Linked DNA regions of Mus musculus: region 1 is linked to region 2. The links are chromatin contacts, called in public HiChIP or PLAC-seq maps. All regions are on one chromosome and are shown on one strand. The core of a region is the stretch at or near the end of the contact, and the rest is flanking DNA. Distances in the headings are between cores, read along the strand shown.

Region 1 (2,745 bases), core at 132-2,631, 210 kb after region 2:
TGCCTGGATTGCTTTATGTCAACTTATAGAAGCTTAAGGTATCTGAGAGGAAGGAACCTCGATTGAGAAAATGCCTCCATACAATCAGGCTGTGCCCAAGACTGGAAGACATTTTCATAATTAGAGTTTCATAGGGGAGGGCCTGGACCCTTGTGGGTGGTGCCACCTCTCAGCTGGAGCTCCTGAGTGCTAGAAAAAAGCAAGCTGAGCAAGCCATGAGGAGCAAGCCAGCAAGCAGCACTCCTCCATGACCTCTGCATCAGCTCCTGCCCCCAGGTTCCTGCCCTGTTTGATTTTCTACTCTGACTTCCTTCCATGAACAGTGCAGGAGAAGTGCAAGCCAGGTAAACTCTTTCCTCCCCACATTGTTTTTGGTTGTGGTGTTTGATCGCAGCAATGATAACCCTAACTAGGACAAGAACAATCTGTTGTTCTTGTCCTCACCGGTTTTGGGTTTCATGCAAACAGTAACATTCCATGTACCTGACAGTGGATGGTGGCTGTTTTTAGACTCCCACATCCAGACTCATGGTGTCTGCCCAGACACAGCAGCACCGCTGGGCACTGTCCTCTTGGCTGCCACAAAAAGGTATCAAAGGTTTGGCGGTTTAAAATAGCTGAAGTGTGGGGCTGTGGAGATGGCTCAGTGGATAAAGCGATTGCCTATAACCTCATCACTGGTGGGAGGCAGAGACAGAGAATCCCCGGAGCAAGCTGAGTGGCCAGACTAGCTGAAGCACTGAGCTCCAGGGTCAGTTGCAGTATGTGGACCTGGGTTTGGATGCTAGCACACATATGGCAATTCACAACCTTCTAATTCCAGTTCCAGGGATCCGACACCCTTTTCTGGCCTGTGCAGGCACTGCATGCATGTCAACCACATGCAGGCAGGCAAAGCACTCATACCCAGGACCAGCTAGCTGTCTTACCTTCCTGCTGCTGTGCCTTCCCCACCGTGCTTGACACATCCCGGCTCCCCCGCCCCCCTTTAAACTGTGAACCAAATTAGGTTGCCTTTGTAAGGGATTTGCTGAGAGTGGTTCTGCTGCATTCCAGGCAGGTGACTTGAGCCTCCTATTTCCTTATCTGTAAAATGGGCATAACAAGGGCACCTGCCTGGCCAGGTGTGGCCTGGATCGAGTGAGATGCTGTAAAAGCGTGTGTGGGTGGATGGGTGGTGGTGAAGATGATGTTGATGATGTTGGTGGTGTAGTTGCCCTGGTTATTAGTCCAGAGGACTCACCATTGCATTGATTACAGTACAGAAAGGGCTCAGCTTGCAAGGACTAACCAGACTTGGCTCTTGCAGGCCAGAATCTAGTATATGGCACGGAGATGCCTGGCAGCTGCCAGGAGTCCAGAAAGTAGAGTTCTGCAACTGCTGGGAGGGATGGTTGAACGGTTCACCAAACAACACTGGCATCAGGTAGCCTTTTGCCCCCACCTCCAAAGAGGTAGAAAAGGTGACAATAGAGGTTTTCCATTCCGTTTTTTGTGCCTGCGATGTGCGCACAGAGCCTCAGGAGGTAAACAATCCACCTCCACCAGCTTATCTACCAACTACGTTTTTTTCCAACAGTGCCAGCTTTAGAATCACAACTGCAACCAGGACCCTCTAGCATCCTGTGGAAGTCACTACCTCCCAAGCCCTTAAACCTTTGAAATGGCTTGTTTAAACGCGTCGACATCCTTCGGGTGCCTGCCTCCAGGAAGGAGGGAGAAGGCTGTGCAGTGATTGGCTAGGAAGTGGGCGGAGCCACTGCGTGACTGCTTGTGTTCCACCTCCTGTAGAAGTCCTGGCTGTCCGCAGGGAGGAGGAGGGGACTAGGGCAGCTCCACTGGGCGTGTTGCCTAGGGACACTTAGAAGATTGCAAGAGATTTTAATTTCTTGCTTAAGAGTCAGGGTCAGAGTCCCGTCTTATCTTAGTGGTTTCTGTCTGAACCTTCCAATGCCATCGCCCTACCTGTAATAGGTCGATAAAGTTAAATGGGAAAAAAAAAGAATTAGCTAATTATTTAATAAATGAAGCTGTTGCTTGCAGGTCACAGTCGACGATCCTGCTGTGTCATCCGTGGAGGGCTGAGTCAGCCCTGCCTCAAACCTGAACCCAGTGGACCGGGATCTGTACGAGGCTCTCTAGCTCCACCGTCTGGCAGGGGAGCGCAATGAGCTTTGCGACCGTGAAACCGAGACACTGTTAAGGATAAAAACAGGACTAAACCTCACCGAGTAGTTCATGTGTCCCTTTCCCTTTAACTCTCTATCCTCCAGCTAGATCCGTTTACCGGAGATCTGGGTTTCTGCTGATTGCTTTACAGAGCCCTCTGCCCCCGTGCTCCCCCAGGACTTCAGGCACGCCCTTGGCCAGAACCCAGGCGCCGCCTAGGCTCTCTCTTCACTTCCTGCCTCCTAACTCTCAAGAGGGGCGGAGCTGCTTTCTAGAAGGCAATTTGAACCTGGGCTTTTTTTTTTTTTTTTTTTTTTTTTTTTTTTTTGGTCATCACAATAAAGGGGAGCCTTACTGGCATTTAGTGGCGCTGACCCGCCATGCTGGACATCTAGTAGGATAGTTCATATTGTCTTAGGAGGTTTTTCAGATATCCTGCTGGACATTTGTGTAGGTGAATGCCATGCATTAACTCTCAGAGCTAGGACCAGGTCTATTCCATTTATAAACATAAAGGACTTTCTGTAAGACCCTCCTTTCTCTCTCCCACCGTCCTTTACTTCATTTCTTGCTACC
Region 2 (2,890 bases), core at 362-2,861:
AGGACGGGGAGGACACTGCCGCAGGAGAGGAGGATGGGGATCTGCTGTAGATGAGGAGGATGAGGGAGGATGAGGGAGGATGAGGGAGGATGGGGAGGATGAGGGAGGATGAGGGAGGATGAGGGAGGATGGGGAGGATGAGGGAGGATGGGGAGGATGAGGGAGGATGGGGAGGATGAGGGAGGATGAGGGAGGATGAGGGAGGATGGGGAGGATGAGGGAGGATGAGGGAGGATGAGGGAGGATGGGGAGGATGAGGGAGGATGGGGAGGATGAGGGAGGATGAGGGAGGATGAGGGAGGATGGGGAGGATGAGGGAGGATGGGGAGGATGAGGGAGGATGAGGAAGGATGAGGGAGGATGAGGGAGGATGGGGAGGATGAGGGAGGATGAGGGAGGATGAGGGAGGATGAGGGAGGATGAGGGAGGATGGGGAGGATGGGGAGGATGGGGAGGATGAGGGAGGATGAGGGAGGATGGGGAGGATGAGGGAGGATGGGGAGGATGGGGAGGATGAGGGAGGATGAGGGAGGGTATCATCAAAGTCAGTTATATACATGCAAGGATGATGTATCACAATAGAACTCATTATTTTGTACATTTACTGTCTATTATAAAAACAAAAACATAGTGAAATAAGTATACGTGACAGTAAAGCATGTTTAAGTGTACAATGTAGAGGGATGAAGAACTGCAGAAGAAAACATATTCTCTTGACCTTTCAGTTTTTAGATGGGCAGAGCTTTGTAACAACTATCAGACTGATAGTAAAGCAAACAGAAGTTTAATAAGGTGTGTACCTCACATACACAGGGAGGGGCTCAGAGAAGGAAAAGGGAACAGATCATGAAGAGGTTTAGAGAGAACTGGCTCAGAGGACCCATCAGCTCACAATTGCCTGTAATTACAGTTATAGGGGATACATCGCCCTCTCCTGGCCTCTACTGGTACTGTAGTCACATGCGCACACATAAACACACACACACACCACCCCTAATTAAAAATAAGAAATAGTCTTAAAGAAAATCAGGCTTGTATGGAAGTCAGGCAAGCATATAGAATAGTTGAGCAGCAGGGGACATTCTTTAGCTGGTGAAACACACCCCACTCTGCAATCCCACCTGCCTTGGGCTGCATGCACACCCACTCAGAACAAGAGCTTTCTCCTCCCCTCAGGACCATCAAACTTAGGTTCTATTACATCATACTCTTCTTGTGGTTAATAATAATAATAATAAAGTAAAATTAGTGGTCTAAACTGAATGAATGAAGGAGTGAACCCACACTTTGGTACAACCTCAACAGCTCTATACCTGTCATCCAGAGGGCCAGGCTCCTACACCAGGCTGCTGAGTCAGGGAAGAGACTGGTCTGTCTGTATCTGAGGAAATCAGGTACTTGGGTTTGTCACCTTTGCCTCAGCTGCTGTCCCATGAGAGGCCAGGCCCTGCCATCCCTGGTTGAGTAAACAAACAGCAAGCTGAGGAGGTGTGGCTGAGGAATTCCTTCCTCAGGGACACGTGAGGCCCACTCACAGCATGCCAGACAGCCGTGAAGCAGTGATGTCACCATCAGCTGCTGGTCTGCTGACTGTTGGTTGGCTCTTGAGCATCATCAGAGGTCTCACTGTATAGTGAGACAGATCCAAATCCAGATCCTCCTTCTTCAGCTTCCTCATTGCTGAGAGGGCCGTGGGTAAACTTGCCTACCTAGTATAAGCTTTCACATCACACAACCCTGGCAGAAGAGCCCGATCACCGGTCATATACCAGAACCTTTCCATCAATCACTGCTCCATCCTGATGTATTTAACTTGGTATGATGACAGATGGCTGTCTTGTTTTTGTTTTTCTTTTCTAAACAGCACTTCTCTGTGTAGCTCTGGCTGCCCTAGATCTCACTGTGTAGGCCAGGCTTGCCTAGAACCAGAGATTTACCTGCCTCTGCCTCCTGAGTGCTGGGACTAAAGGTATGTGCCACCAATGCCTAGCCAGATGGCTATTTTCTTTAAAAAGAGCCATCATGGGCATGCTGGAGAAATCCTATGATCCCTACACTCTGGAAGCTGAGGCAGGAGGATCACAAGTTCTAGGCTAGTCTGAGCTATATATAGTGAGACGTTGTTCCAAAAAAAACTAAAACAAGGAGAAGAGGAGAGGCAGGAAAGAAAGTGGGTGTGCACCTTTAATTCTAGCAACGAAACCTCAGAGACAGAGAAAGATACCGACATGGCCTCTGACCTGTCTGCAGCCCTGAGCCACACCTTGCTGTCTCTCCCATGTCTTTCCCATACTCCCACCCAACAACCACAATAGCACCACTCCTGGTGGCGGTGGGTGCGGAGGAAGCACGTCCCACGTCACTCCACTCCAGGGAAGCCATCATGATAGCTGTCTTCTTTCACCTAGACTAAGTGTCTCTATCCAAGCCACTTGCCAAGTCCTAGAGAAGCAGGAATCCAGAGGACTCTAGTGTGGATGCCAAAGCCCCTCCTCACCACAAGAGGGTAAAAGTGTGTTTGCATAGAGACAAAATGCACAGCTACTTGTAAAGTGTCGGACCTCAGGCCAAGTATGGGGCAGTGATGGATCTCAGAGGGACGCTTCAGTGACAGCTGTTATTTTCTTTTCTTCCTCAGGAACCTTGAGGAATCACCTTGTGACACTGTGGTTTATAATGACACATACATCACCCCATTCCCAGTGCAGAGCTCATAAGATGCTTGGAATTCCCTAAATTATCTGTAATAAGCCCTTTCAGCCCCAGTGTATGCTAATGAGGTGACTCCTGGGTGTATGGAGCTGGGTCCCGGAATCCAAAGGGTTACCAGAAGACTGGAAGGTCCGGCCCCACCCACGACTAGGGAGGTAGAGGCAGGCAGTCTGAGTCA

The links. HiChIP or PLAC-seq counts read pairs in DNA pulled down with a chosen protein or histone mark.
Region 1: an H3K4me3 HiChIP or PLAC-seq map of bone marrow-derived macrophages shows a contact between it and region 2, with 3 times the contacts expected there. The contact joins two enhancer-like sites. A contact is called at or near these places in 1 of 39 promoter capture datasets (cranial neural crest), 9 of 484 Hi-C or Micro-C datasets (CD4 T cells, the N1E-115 cell line, Sertoli cells and 3 more), 6 of 115 datasets of contacts at active chromatin or transcription factors (the NIH/3T3 cell line, acute myeloid leukemia, bone marrow-derived macrophages and 2 more) and 2 of 9 other capture datasets (adipose tissue and embryonic stem cells).

Annotation. Positions count from the first base shown.
Region 1 is chr14:67,186,755-67,189,499 of GRCm38.p6, forward strand. It overlaps Gm30438 (a long non-coding RNA gene), which reads left to right. Exons shown (of 8, transcript XR_874742.2): 8 at 2,044-2,458. Among named protein-coding and RNA genes, the nearest start is that of Gm30806, 13 kb to the right of the region's middle. Within about 2 kb of position 1,382, at least 261 of the 459 cell types and tissues checked have an H3K27ac peak or open chromatin away from gene starts, as enhancers often do. A contact at or near this core is called in bone marrow-derived macrophages, embryonic stem cells and stem cell-derived primordial germ cell-like cells, where this site is marked.
Region 2 is chr14:66,971,765-66,974,654 of GRCm38.p6, forward strand. No RefSeq gene overlaps it. Among named protein-coding and RNA genes, the nearest start is that of Gm24258, 2.8 kb to the left of the region's middle. Within about 2 kb of position 1,612, at least 50 of the 459 cell types and tissues checked have an H3K27ac peak or open chromatin away from gene starts, as enhancers often do. A contact at or near this core is called in bone marrow-derived macrophages, embryonic stem cells and stem cell-derived primordial germ cell-like cells, where this site is marked.